Regions from separate parts of the Sus scrofa genome. Here region 1 is linked to region 2. The links are chromatin contacts, called in public HiChIP or PLAC-seq maps. All regions are on one chromosome and are shown on one strand. The core of a region is the stretch at or near the end of the contact, and the rest is flanking DNA. Distances in the headings are between cores, read along the strand shown.

Region 1 (7,152 bases), core at 157-2,656, 290 kb after region 2:
GACCTGGCCTGAGGAAGCTGGGGGTGACATCCACGCCCCGGTTCTCGGCCGCGGGGGTGATCAGCGTGAGCAGCGCCAGGAGCCGGGTAAAGGCGAGGCAGGGGTCGGAGGCGCGAAAGGGCGACACGCCGGAGCCGCGCCCCCAACTTTACCAGCAGCGGGCCGGGAGGGGGCCGGGAGGGGGCCGGAGCGGCTCGCTACTCGGCAGGAAGTTCCCAGGGCCACACTGAGCATGCTCTCGGGGATTGTGTGCGCGGGTGTGCGCTCCGCGTTCCCCTCAGCCTCTCCGGCCAGGCAGCCTCGCAGATCACGCCCGCGGGGTGGTGGGCCCGTGGAGATCCTCCAAAGGTGGGGGACACCCCCACGCTCCCAGGTTTCCTGGACCAGAGATCCTGCCTGCCGCATCCCTCTCCCCCTAGGGCCCGGAGCCAACCTCCCTTCTTCTTCCTCCCCACTGGCCCAAGGCTGAGCCTGCCCTGAGCGCCCAAGTCCCTGGGACCCCAGTCCAGCACACACCCGCAGCGTGAACCCCACCAGGCTCCTCCCCGGTCCGAGCGCCCACCTGCCATCCTTGGCCGCTTGCCTCCAGCCCGCGCAACCAAAGCCTCCTCCGGACAGTCCCTTGAAAAGCCCACAATCTCCCCCTTCTCAGAGGCATGGGGGCCGCCTGCAGCTTCCCCGGGGAAGGGGCTGCTCCGGGCAGGTGGGCGCCCCCAGGCGCGTCCTCGTTTGCACTCCCGGGTCCCGCAGAGCGGCTGGGGCACCCACGCAGACGGCGGGGGGCGGCAGCCGGAATCCCCCCGGCCACGCAGCACTCAGTGCAGACTCTCCCCCACCCCTGCGCGCAGCTCCCCTCGCCCTCCGCTGTCCCCTCTGCGTTCATCTCCCCGGGGAGATGGAGAGCTTTGACGCTGTTGCCCCGACACATTGGCTCTCACCTCCTTGTTGGGCAGCAGCAGCAGCCGGGAGCGCCCGCCAGCCGCCGTCCACGCGGGGCCCAGGGCGCGGCGGGGCAAGGGGTCGCGGCGCCCCGAGCCTGCGGCGCGGCTAACTGGGCTCGATCGCGCCCGGGGCCGCCGCGGCTGCAGGGGGAGCCGCAGGGCCGCCGCCGAGCGGGCCGCGGCAGGGATGGTCTGCAAACTCTCAGCCCTGGCGGGGCCGCGCGCGGCGCGTCCACACTCGACCTGGACACTGCAGAGACTCTCCTCCCGGGCGCAGCCGACCAGGGCGGGGATCTGATCGCAATTTCTTCCAGCCCTCCCCTACCGACCTTTCCAACTTCTCCCGGGTTCTGGGCTCGCAGCTCTCTAACGCAGGGATTCCGGCCAGGGACGTTCGGCAAACTCCCCGCCCTCCCCGCGGAGCGCTCAGCCAATTCTGAACGCCCCAGCCTCTCAGGGGCCGTCTGCAAACTCCCAACTCTGTCGGAAAGGACTTCTACCAAGCCTTCAATTCCGCAGCCCAAAGGAAGAAGGGAGTTAGGGAGATAGTTTGCTTGCGATCACAAATAACATTCTAGCAAGGATAGGGGCAGTGTGCAAATACTGATGTGACAGTGCACCCTCCAGAGAGGTGTAGTCCAGGCCTCTCAGCACTCCTGACCTTCCAGCACTTGAAGCCCAGTGAGGGGAGATTATGGACTTAACTGCTGGTACCGGCAGCTGGAATCAGTGCCCTGAGCCTCCGTTTCCATCTTTGTAGAGTGTGTTATATGAAGCAGTGTGAGTTCCTGCCACTTGGTTTTTGTGACCTTGAACAAACCACTTAGCCATTTGAATTCAACATCTTTATCTACAAACATAATAAATGAGGCTCTGTGAGGTTATTTTGAAGAAGAGATAAAAATACACGTGAAGTATTTAGTAATGTCCGGCACATAGCAGGCACTCAATAAATGAATTTTCTTTCTCTTTTTCTTCCCCTCTCCTGCCAATGGATTTTATGAACACTCTGGGCAGGTTAGCTGAACACTGTGCTGTTGTAAATTCAAAAAGAAATAAAACAACTCCCAAGCCCTGAAGGCACCACAAAGAACATTGACTGACATGACATATTAAATCCAGCCAAGCCCCAGGAGAGAGAATGCTGTGCATTTACATGGCTAAGCATTATAGATCCTTGTTAAGTAGTAGATGGAATGGAAGGCAAGTGCCCTGGTGGATTACCTAGGGGTGGAAACAGCAAGGTTCATAACCCCATCAAATTCCAAGCCTTGGAACCAGTCATTACATGAAGTTACTGTATCAAGTTTATGTTGAGCTTTCCCTTACCTTCCCTGCAGAATTTCTCCACCCCCACCAATTCACACACACACACACACACACACACACACACCCCGGGGGGGGGGGGGGGATGGCTTCTGTCTGCTTTTTTTTTTTTTTTTTTTTTTTGGCTTTTTAGGGCCACACCTGCAGCATATGGAAGTTCCTAGGCTTGGCATCGAATCAGCCTATACCACAGCCACAGCAATGTAGGAACCAAGCCATGTCTGAAATCTACACCACAGCTCCCAGCAACGCCAGGTCCTTAACCCACTGAGCAAGGCCAGGGATGGAACCTGCATCCTCATGGATACTAGTCCAGTTCATAACCCACTGAACCACAAGGGGAACGCCTGATCTTCTTTCTTGAACTTAGATCACCCTATCTTATTGCCCATCCTCCCTAGCAGAAGCATTTAAAAACTGAAGATGATGGAATTCTTAGACCCTAAAAATGAATTAAAGTGTCTCACTTTGTACATAAGTTCTCAGGGCCACCCAGCTGGTTTAAGAGGTCTCCTGTCTCCAGGATCTTAATAGAAACACCCTTCGGCCTCTCTTTGATTGAGCAAGCACTAGGCTCTAGGTCTGTCCTATCTTTCATTTCAAGCCAGAGAAAATGTTTCTAACAGTTCCCAACCAGGTGAGCCCCGAATTATCAACCACTTAGATTCTGAGTTGTAAGGAACCGTCCAGGGAACAATCAAGAGCCACAAGGAAATCTGCATGGACAGGAGGATTCTTCTTAATAAGACCTTTTGGTGAAATCCCAGGAATGTTGGGAGGCATGAATTTCCCTCAGTCCTTTGGAAGAAAAATAACATCTCACTCCCTCCTTGGGCACTGGGTGGGAAATAGAAGAATGGTGACATCTGGTGGCCAGGACTTTCTGTGCTTTGGATTCGGATGGTACAGATCCTGATCCTAAAAGATTCGCTTTGAAGCCAAGTTCCTGCGGGTGGTTAATAACTGTACCACCTGGTTGCCTAGAGATTTCTGAAAGACATCAACCATTTAAACACTGCAGACCCACTGCTTTAGAGGATATTACAGATGTTTACTATTTGAGTTTTTTTTTTAAAAAAAGCATATGTATATAAAAAGAAGTAAAGTTTAAGGATGTAATATCCATAGGTACACACATCACATATATTACCTAATGCAAATATATTTATATTACATATATTCTGTTTCTTCATATGAATAATATACTTGCAATGCCTTTGAGGGAAATTAATACTATCTCAACTGTTTTTCTTTCAGAGTTAAATTGTAAATTACCATAATAATGGCTAAAGGACACTGCTTGCAGAGACGCTTACTAGGATGGAGTTGTCTATTTCATCATGTCATCTCAAGAGAGACTTGATGACAAAGTTAGAGAGGAAGAAAATAACACAGTAGAATTTCAATAGTGAAAGCCCTGGTAGCTGATGGTCAAGGTCAGACTTACTTGGTGAACAGTGATTCACTTTTAGCATTTCCACCTCCTGTGAAATATGTGGTTATGCTCACAGAAGAAAGATGTTTGGGATTAATTCACTACAATGCAACAGTGTCTGTTGCTATTACTAAATCTGATCCATTTCTTTCCACATGTTTGTCCCATGTACCATACTGTAGATAACAGCTCAGTTATAAATTTAGAAAACACAACTCTGTCCACACAATCAAAGCCCATTGTTTCCCAGCACTACTTATTAAGTTTTATGTGAGTTATATTAATCTTTATAACAATTCATGAAGCAGGTTTCACTATACCCATTTTATAGAAGCAGCAGCCAAGACTTAGCAAAGTTAGGTAATCTGCCCACCAGTAGGCAGTATTGAGTAGAATCAGAGTCAGGGATGGAATCCCATTTTCCTGACTCCAGATCGCAGACTCTTTCTACTGTGCTCTGCTGCCCACCCCAAGAAAGCCAGGAAGAAATAAAGACCAGGGCAGAAACCACTCTAAAGGATACACTAGAAATTAAGGGGTTGTTGCGAGACATGTTTTTATAATATTTTCTTAGCCTCTTTGCTGAAAACTCCATCTTGTCCTTCCTTACTTTGTCCGTCTTCCTGCTTGAGAAACAGTCACGGTGATGGTAAAAGACTTGAGGATTCTCTGAAATGCTTTGCATAGATAGCTAACTCAAATGCTAATGATTCTTAAATGCCTATAGTTTAGAGTAAAAAGTTTAACCATTTACCAGCTAAGTGACTTTTAAAATAGTAAAAAAAAAAAAAACCTATAGCCTGCACCTACAACCCCCTTTTCTCTTGACGTAATCCTCAAGCGCACAATAAAAGCAGTGTGGTTTCTTGAGGCTGGGCTCTTGGTCCCTGAGACCTTGAGTCCCTTGGTTCTCACCTTTACTTAAGATAAAAGTCTCTGTGTCTTGTTTTATGTTAACTTTTTTTTCCTTAAGTTCCATAGTACCCGTTCTTCAGCCCCATCCTGCTGATCGGTCTCGGCAAGGGGTTACTTAAGTTACTATAGATGAACAATTGTGTATGTAAATTGTATAAAGCTTAGACTCATGTGATTCAGTTGTAGAGCAGCTCTCTGCGAAATAAATGAATTTTCTTTTCCTGCCCAGACCTGAACTATCTTCAATGGCTTGGGAATTATCCATAGTGTAATCCTGGTGGAAGGTAAGACCTATGATGGTAACAGTGGTTAATCAAGTTTTAGGGTAGCATTACTAGCAGTGGTACCCAGTGACTAATGCCTTGGTTTTGATAATGTAAGCTGAGGTGTCTAGCACATACAGGTAGAGGCAACAGTGTCTTCACCTCCCCATTATTATGACATGATTTTAGGAGTTGTTTCCAGATGCCTTTGCCTCTGAGCCTGATTCCACCTTTCCTTTAAATAAATTCCTTTTCTCCTTAAATCAGTTGGACTAAGTTTCTCTTGTTTGCAGTTAAGTAACCTGCCTGGGACAGACATGAGAACCAAGAGATACAAACCCTCAGGGAAACAGAAGAAATCAAGGATGGGTCATCTAGTCTGATTAAGGTTGAGGGTTGAAAATTCAACTGATTTAAAGGGATTTGATGCAGGCAGCCTATGGCACACAGTGGTAAAACAGTTTCTTAAATTATCAACTCTACTCACCTAGAATAAAGCACCCATTGAGATCAAGCTTTGGGGAGACCAAGTATCAGCTGAGGAATATAAGGACGGTGCAAGTAAGGTGGTTGGTTTTTGTTTCGGTTTGTTTGGGGCTGCACTTGCAGCATGCAGAAGTTCCCAGGCCAGGGATCAAACCTGAGACACAGTAATAACCTGAGCCACTGCAGTGACAATGCCAGATACTTAACTCACTGAGCCACTCAGGAACTGCCAAGATGGTGGTTTTTTGTTTGTTTGTTTTTGTCTTTTAATGGAGTTAGACTACGTAAAGAAAGAGAATAATGAGCTCTAACTCCTAATTTCTCATCTCAAATTCCTAAGTTCTCAGCTCAGGCATATATATACCAGGCATTTTCTATGACTTCTAAAACAGACAATCAGGAGTTCCCATTGTGGTTCAGTGGTAATGAACCCGACTAGTATCCATGAAGACTTGGGTTCCATCCCTATCCTCACCCACAGGGTTAAGGATCCAGTGTTGCCCTGGCTGTGGCATAGGCTAGCAGCCGCAGCTCCAATTGGACCCCTAGCCTGCGAACTTCCATATGCCAAAGGTGCAGCCCTAAAAAGTAAATAAATAAATAAATAACAGACAGACGGTAAAACAAACAATAACATCAATGACAACAAAATTTCTTTTTTTCTGGCAGTTGAAGGCCAAGAGAGGCAAAAACTAAAAACAAAACTTGATCTTGTGGGTTCCTGAATTACAATGTCACCATAATTCATAGCCTAAACATTTTTGCTTGCAACCAAGGACAATGATTAAAACAGAGTAGGGCCCTTAGGACCAAATGGGAATTCATGAGAGAATTAAGATGACTTAATGTACTTGATACACTGCAAGCCCTGAAACAAAAATCTGGGGAATACATGTGAGGGATTCTAAGAATTCTAGGCCATAGAGGCAAGAACATAGTTTTAGATCAGCCTAAATCTACTCCTGTGGAGGCAGTTATGAAAATTCTAGACTCAGGGTCCTCACTTGAGCATTTGAGAGTAGTATTTATCATCCAGGCCGTTGGCTGCTGAAATCTAGACTCATGGGGGCCAACATCAGTAATAACGCTATTTGACATTTATTCAGCCCTTACCAGGGGCCAAGCACTGTTAAAAATACTTTTATATATTAAGTTATTTAATCCTAAGAATAAGCTTATGATATGTGTTATCCCTGTGTATAAAAAAAGAAACTGACACTTTTAGAGGCTCAACACTTTCTCACATGCAGCTTATACAGCAGTTAAACTGAGATTCAAGTCGGAGAGCTTGGTTCTAGAGTCTGGGCTCTTCAGGTCTATGCCGAAGTTCTTCTTATGAAGGCTATATGCCAGAAATACCTTGATTATATATGTATAGTCTTTTTAGGGCCACACTTGCAGCATATGGAGGTTCCCAGGCTAGGGGCTGAATTGGAGCTGTAGCTACTGGCCTAACACCACAGTCACAGCAACACCAGATCTGAGCCACATCTGCAACCTACAGCACAGCTCATTGCAACTCCAGATCCTTAATCCACTGAGCACGGCCAGGGATCGAACCTGCCTCCTCATATATGCTAATCAGATTTGTTTCTGCTGAGCCACAACAGGAACTCTACCTTGATATTATACAGAGGGAGGAATCCAAGAACTCAGGAAAAGGATCTAATGGGTTTAGCAAATGTGACCTATTTATCCTATCCAATGCCATGTTCCCCAAGACAGCCCAGAAAATACATTTGCCTCAGCACTGAGAAGTCCAGTGCTGAGGGAAAGGCTAGCATAT
Region 2 (6,596 bases), core at 3,497-5,996:
TTTGTCTTTTTATTATTTCTTGGGCCGCTTCCGCGGCATATGGAGGTTCCCAGGCTAGGGGTCGAATCGGAGCTGTAGCCCCCGGCCTACGCCAGAGCCACAGCAACGCGGGATCCGAGCCGCGTCTGCAACCTACACCACAGCTCACGGCAACGCCGGATCGTTAACCCACTGAGCAAGGGCAGGGACCGAACCCGCAACCTCATGGTTCCTAGTCGGATTCGTTAACCACTGCGCCACGAAGGGAACTCCCGCAAACCATTGTTTATCTTCTTTCCCTTTGACTGCAAAACGCTGGGGTTACCCTTGAGAGGGGCTGGAATCAATAGCATGCTCCCTGGTCCACCTCATCTGTATGTTCACATTTCATTGTTTAAAATATTATTTGGTTTTTCCCATGGCCAGGGCCTGGCTGGGCATGGGATTTCAAATATGAACAAGACCACTGGTGCCTGCCCTCAGGAAGCCCACAGGCCTGTCCCCAGGCACGCTAGTAAAAGGAGTCTCAACTCCACCAAAGGCAGCACTCACTCACCCACAGAACCCCTTCCCTGGGTTTCCAGGTGCCGGCAGACTGCCCCTGTCTGCTGATTTGCCTGCATGGAATTTAATTCTTTGAACTCCATCTCCAGCTGGAGTAGGGGAGTCCTTGAAAGTTACAGATGTTTCCTCCCAAGGACAAGAAACCACTTAGACTAAGACTTCTGTGTCTGCTTCTGCACTGTGACTCATCTGTCTTTGGGGTCATGGCCAGAATAATGCTTCCTTCTTATCTTATTCCTGAAAGGACAAAACTAGAAGAGGAACACTTGACGCTGAAGGCAGGTAACACCAGCAAGTCATCACAAGGTAATAAAACATTCAGAATTAATGCGTGTGTGTTTCTGCAAGGCCCTGAGCAAATATTTCTAAACCGTTTCATGAAACCCTTATTAATTCACCACAACACAAACCTACAAATAGAAAGTATCAAGAGAAGCATGGGAACAGGAGGGATGAGCCACAGAGAGAGGAAAAAGCAGAGAACAGAGGATAAAGAAAGAGAGGGAGAGGCAGACATCCAGAGGGGCTGAGGAGTTACCTCAATGGAGTTACCATTGAGAGGGGCTGGAATCAACAGCATGCTCCCTGGCCCACCTCATTCATATATTCCCATTTCATTGTTTAAAATATTATTTGGTTTTTCCCCAAAAATGAAAAAGCCAGGTGGATTCATGTGAGAGTGAGGACTCAGGAATCACCCAGTCCCATCACCCGCTGAGAGTCTGGGTGCCTCAACAATTTACGGGGTAATTATTCCACGCCAGGCGTGCTACTAAATGTTTTCTTGTCTAAAAATGACTTCAAGTAATTCAGGTGGCCTGTGATCTGTGTACTGTTACTGTCCCTATTTCACAGGTGGGACCACCGAGGCTTTGCTGAGCTCCGTATCAGGTAAAGGAGCACAGAGTGAGTAAGTGGCGGAGCCTGGAAATGAATCCGGATCTGCCTCTGAAGCCGTGCTCATTATGGCTTGGATCCTTCCTTTAAGGTTGCACAGACCATTCCACGTCTACGGTCAAATGGCCTCTTAAATCTGACTCTATTGATAAGTGTAAATAAGAGAGACGGACACTAATTTTAAAAGATGGAAATCTTATTACAGGCTCTGCTTCAGAGATGATGAGCTCTGAGCTCACATACTCTGTCCTGGCCACGTGGTCCCCATCTCCCCTCTCTGCAGAGATCGAGGACCTGGGTGCTACAGGAGCCACTGGAGGAAGAATGGGGAGGGGAGGGAGGTTGGGAGGGAGAGAGGAAGGGAGGAAGGGAAGGAAGGAAGGGAGAGAGCAAGAGAAAGGAAGGAGGGAAGGAACAAAAGAAAGAGGCAGGGAAGGAGGGAGGGAGGATGGAGGAAGGAGGGAGGAAGTCTCTGAACTGGACACATCATCTCTTTGGCAGGGGTTCACATTCCACATCTCCCAGACCCCGTTTCTTCCTGGTAAGTGCAGATAATGGTGCTGCTTTATAGAGCTGGTAGGGAGGTCCTACTGCCTGACATGCCTCACTGCAAGTACACTGGCCCCATCTGGAGGTCTAGTCTAACCTTAGCGGGCTTTGAGGACCTGGAATGAGCACTAATTGGTCTGGATCAACATGGCCTAACACAGCTCCACTCTATTTCCTGTAACTCAAAAAGTCGAGGAGACCTCTGGGGTTGTGTTGGGGACAAGCTGCAGGACCCTGAAGGGTAGCCCCTGGCTAATTCCCACTCTGCAGTCATGAAACTGCCCAGCAGCATGGACAGAGGGTGAAAATGCCGGGTCAAAGCCAGTGCTGTTGGCTTCCTAGGCCCCTTCCCTCCCACTACCACCACCACCCTGGCCCACCCTCTCTGCTCCACGTGCGCTGTGTGTTGTGACTTCAATTAAAGGAATCAAGCGGAGTACCCCCAACCCATACCTGGACCATCACTCATGTCTTACAGGTGCCGTCCTCACATCTTCAAAAGCCACTCAGGCTCATGGGAATACTCTTCCACCTTGTTTTTAACTTCATTTTAAAATTTCCCCCACTTTCTACTTGTCCAGGTCAGTATTTCTGCCTCTCTAACCTCCCTAGGGGCAGACATATCTTTGCAAGTCCTGATATGCAGGTAGGTTCCAAATAACTGGTTCTATAATGATTAAATATAATGAAAATGGACAGATTTCCTCTGGAGATGTCTTTAGATTTGGGACAGAAGTAAAGGATTTCACCCATGTAGTTCCCCTAGTTGTGCCTATGGGGTTTTAACTCTCCAAACAGAACCCTAGAGAACGTGTCTTGACCTTCACGCCATGCCATTGTGGGCATATTCAGGCTCCTGGGATTGGAGTGGATGGGCAGGAGAAGGAGGAAGAAGTTATGAAGAGAGGGGCTATAACTTGGGAGGCGCCCTAGTGTAGGGGCTGTGGTCTAGGCTCCTTCAATTCAAATCTGGATTCTGCCATTGCAGGGACGTTAATCTCTGCCTGCCTCAGTTGCTGACTTGAAAATGGGGTTAATAACAACACTGACGTGATAGAGTTACCGTGAGGATCATTGTCTGGCACAAAGTGCTCAAATATTAGCCATGATCATCACTACCCCCCAAGGAGCTAAAGCTAGTTAAAAATAGAATCAGGGAAGGGAGACGCAAAGTCCAGCCAGCTCTAAAAATTCCAACTGACCAGGAATAACTCCAGCTTTCCAAGAGTGCTGCTGTCCCTGAGGCAGGACCGGGGTGGGGGGTAGCGGGGGGATACCCAGTTCTCCTGGGCACAGACGGACGCCTTCAGTACTCAGGGCTGCACAGCCAGATTTTAGGAACATATGCTGCTTATACGATTTTTATTTAAGTATGAAGTTGTATATAGACACTAACTATGATCCGAGAAGCACACATATTACTACATTAAAAAATATCATCTCAGTTGGCTTATCCCAGTTTCTCAATGGTCAAAATATCTCTTCTTGAAGTAAAATGATGAATTTTGCTTCCAGAAACATCTAGATTATAAAAGATGCTCCCAATCTGTTTGTTTGTTTGTTTGTTTCTATAAAACCCACCAACAAGCTCTGTCCTTGCAGGGCATGTTTCAGAGTCTCAATGACATGGCTTTGCGCTGATGTAGAAGGTTATACAGGGTCAAGTCCACGGTTTCAGCATCCACCAAAAATTACTCCTTGAGGATTCCAGCATTCATGGGAGGCCATCTAAGTGCCAGTTCACACAGCCACCTCAGACACCTGGTCCCTGTGGCAGTGTAAACAAACAGCACCAGGAAGAGGTCAGACTTCCTACAACCGGCCCCCCACACTCAACTGGTTTATTTGACTACCATTCTCAGATTTATAACCCGAGTTGCTTGTATACTCATTTTAAAACAATACTTCTATGTGGCTTCCCCCCCCCCCAAGAAGCAGCCAGAAATACACACTGAATTTCCTTCTACTGCCATGATTTGCCTGCTTTGCTGCCCTTCTAAACAAAGGATAACATAGGGACCATAGGAAACTCATGTAAAGGCATCTTCTTTTAGACATGTCTTGGCCCCTTTCTGGCAAGACCAACCTGGGATAAACTTCACTCTCCTAGGACACAGCCAGGCAGTCTCAGGGATCTGCATTCCTGACCCAGACAAGATATCCAAATTCCCCTCCTCCAGGAAGCCCTCCTGGAGGTGGGATGGTGGCCATGTCCTGGACAGTCTCACCAAGCCTCTCAGGTCCCCAGGGACTACACAACTTCAGTGGGCTGAAAGCGGCAGGCAGGTGTGTGGGACCACTACCCAGCTCAACCTCCCACAACGCCGCCTTTAAGAGCGTGGCCATGTCCTCCCAGCCCAGGCAGCTTCAGCCTGGCATGGCTGAGTGCAGGTGTGTCCCCTCCAGCTGTGACTGGGCTTTTGGAAGAACTTGTACGATGCTTAGAATTCTCCTCCTCAACAATTTTCCCATAAGCTGTACTTCAGTCACGTTCTATTTGGGGGAAACATAATCAGTGTGACACCCCAGTTGTTCTTATAAATCTGCGCCTCCTCACATTCAGAAAGGCACGCCTTTCGGACTGTTAGAAATTCCCAGGCATTATGTCTCTCTCTCCCATCAAGAGCGATCTTAACCCTTTCTTAGCTTGAAAGGAACAGTTGCGGTATTTTTCTAAGTTCTCTCAACACGGTGCCGGTCAGCATGTGGGTCACTGGTCCTCCCTGGGGTGCGGCTTCCTCTTCCATAGAACACGGATTCCACACGCTTGGAATCGTTCCTTGGCTTCTGCCCACAGACAGCGGCTGCTCTTCCCTCTGCTCCCAAATAGCAACTTCTTTTCCCATCCCTAAACACCATTGTTCCCACATTGGTTGCCAAACTGTTAGGGCTGGAGTAATAGTAAAAAGCCTCGAGGCAAATTACAACCACAGCAGCTGTGTTTACTAAGAGCTACAAATGAACTCATCCCAGTGTTATTAGAACGGGCAGGCAGTGACTTGGAACCTTCCAGAAGCACCCCACCCTCGGGATGATGGCTGGCTGCCTCAGCCTCCTGCTACCCAGGCCTGGCTTTTGGAGGAGACCCTCTGCTGAGCACCAGGGCCTCTTTTCACCCACCATATTTTGATGTTTTTTTCCTTCCCAGCTGCAGTAATTTCCCTCAGCTGTTTATGCTCCAAGAAGGCTGCCAGTCACTGACAGAGTAGACAACTAGTTGGTGGGTCTCCTGAAGGGCACCAAGAAAACTACTCTCCATCCCTGAGGCCCTCAAATGCCTCCCCAACCACCTGCGACAAGGCCTGAAATTCCACCATTCATCATTCACACCTTTGGACCAGCCGTGACCTCTCTCAAGTATACATGTTGAAGTGCAAGGAATGGCATCGAGAGGACAATCACTCATCCCAAATTTAATGTGGGTTAGTCTCTTCTAAAGGTCTCTAAGACTTTGTTTGATCACCTGTAAAACTGACACATGCCTCAGGAGGCTAAGGGGAAGTGCTCTGTAACTTCTCAAGTTCTTACAAATTCTTATTGGAATGACTGGATCATCTTGCGAGAGCCTTCAATGGAACCACAATCAGCTGGCTGCACCCTCACAAGGATTAACTTGGGAGGCTTGCTACTGTCGTGGAAAAGAATGCTGGTCCTCAGAGGACAGACCTGGGGCTGGGAGCACAGGATGCAGCCAAGAAAAATAAGAGCATCCTTCCCTGTCTTCTACAGCACGGGGTGGTTCTTGGCTACTTGGTAGCCATCAACCACGCAGGGAAAGGAAACGATTAGGGTTTTACTGGTCTAGGAAAAATTTGCCTACCTAGTATGATTTCCCAAACTTGCCTGTTTAAAAAGAATCACCTGGAGCAACATACAATTCCCAGGTCCCTTCACTGGAGGTGCTGATAGATGGGCTGAAGAGGGTCCCTCTCATCTGGATGCTTAACAAATCCCCAGGTGGAACCCCAGGTGGAACTTACGATCAGGCAAGTTTGTTTAACACTGACCTAGATTCTAAGCACCAACTTAAGCTTTCCTGAGTTTCCTTGGAACATAGGCTGGAAATCATTTTGACTCCAAATCCCATAAATCAATGCTATCCCAGAGGACACAGACCTACAAGAGAGCTTCTGCTTGGAACTGCAGCCCTGAGAGGCTCTGTCAGTTGGGTTCTAAGGAGAGGTTTTCACTCCCAGGTGGGAAGGAGTCTGAAGACTTCATTACATTTTACATGAACAGTAAGCTGACAGGCTAAAAGTCCCAAATGCAGAGTCGACGGCCATGCAGTCTTCCCAGCTGCCCCAAGCTCCAAGCCAAAGAGGAAATTGTTTCAGCCATCAGACAACTTGGCAGAAGCAGCTCTGGCAGCGTGTATTAGGGCTGGGCTTTGACAAGAACAAAAACTCAAAGTCTCATAGACAGATTTCAAGAACCTGGGTTTCCTGCTGGAGCTGCAGGTTGAACACAGCCTTCATCTTCCTCCCCAAACCTCCTTTATGCCTCCAAACCTGACAGGCTTCCACACAGGCCACTCAGAGGATGCTTTGGCCTGGATAAAAAACATGGAATTCATTCTTCTATTCAATGTCTTCTCTCAGTTCACCCTC

The links. HiChIP or PLAC-seq counts read pairs in DNA pulled down with a chosen protein or histone mark.
Region 1: an H3K27ac HiChIP or PLAC-seq map of skeletal muscle shows a contact between it and region 2, with 5 times the contacts expected there. The contact joins the promoter of MGAT5 here to the enhancer-like site in region 2. A contact is called at or near these places in 1 of 5 promoter capture datasets (fetal skeletal muscle), 3 of 47 Hi-C or Micro-C datasets (embryonic fibroblasts, epiblast stem cells and skeletal muscle) and 2 of 2 datasets of contacts at active chromatin or transcription factors (alveolar macrophages and skeletal muscle).

The regions. Positions count from the first base shown.
Region 1 is chr15:17,917,867-17,925,018 of Sscrofa11.1, forward strand. It overlaps MGAT5 (alpha-1,6-mannosylglycoprotein 6-beta-N-acetylglucosaminyltransferase A), which reads right to left and starts at 1,407. Exons shown (of 17, transcript XM_021075187.1): 1 at 1,271-1,407. It also overlaps the pseudogene LOC100152750.
Region 2 is chr15:17,621,320-17,627,915 of Sscrofa11.1, forward strand. All of the region lies in intron 11 of MGAT5 (alpha-1,6-mannosylglycoprotein 6-beta-N-acetylglucosaminyltransferase A), which reads right to left. Among named protein-coding and RNA genes, the nearest start is that of MGAT5, 290 kb to the right of the region's middle. Within about 2 kb of position 4,747, at least 18 of the 83 cell types and tissues checked have an H3K27ac peak or open chromatin away from gene starts, as enhancers often do. A contact at or near this core is called in fetal skeletal muscle and skeletal muscle, where this site is marked.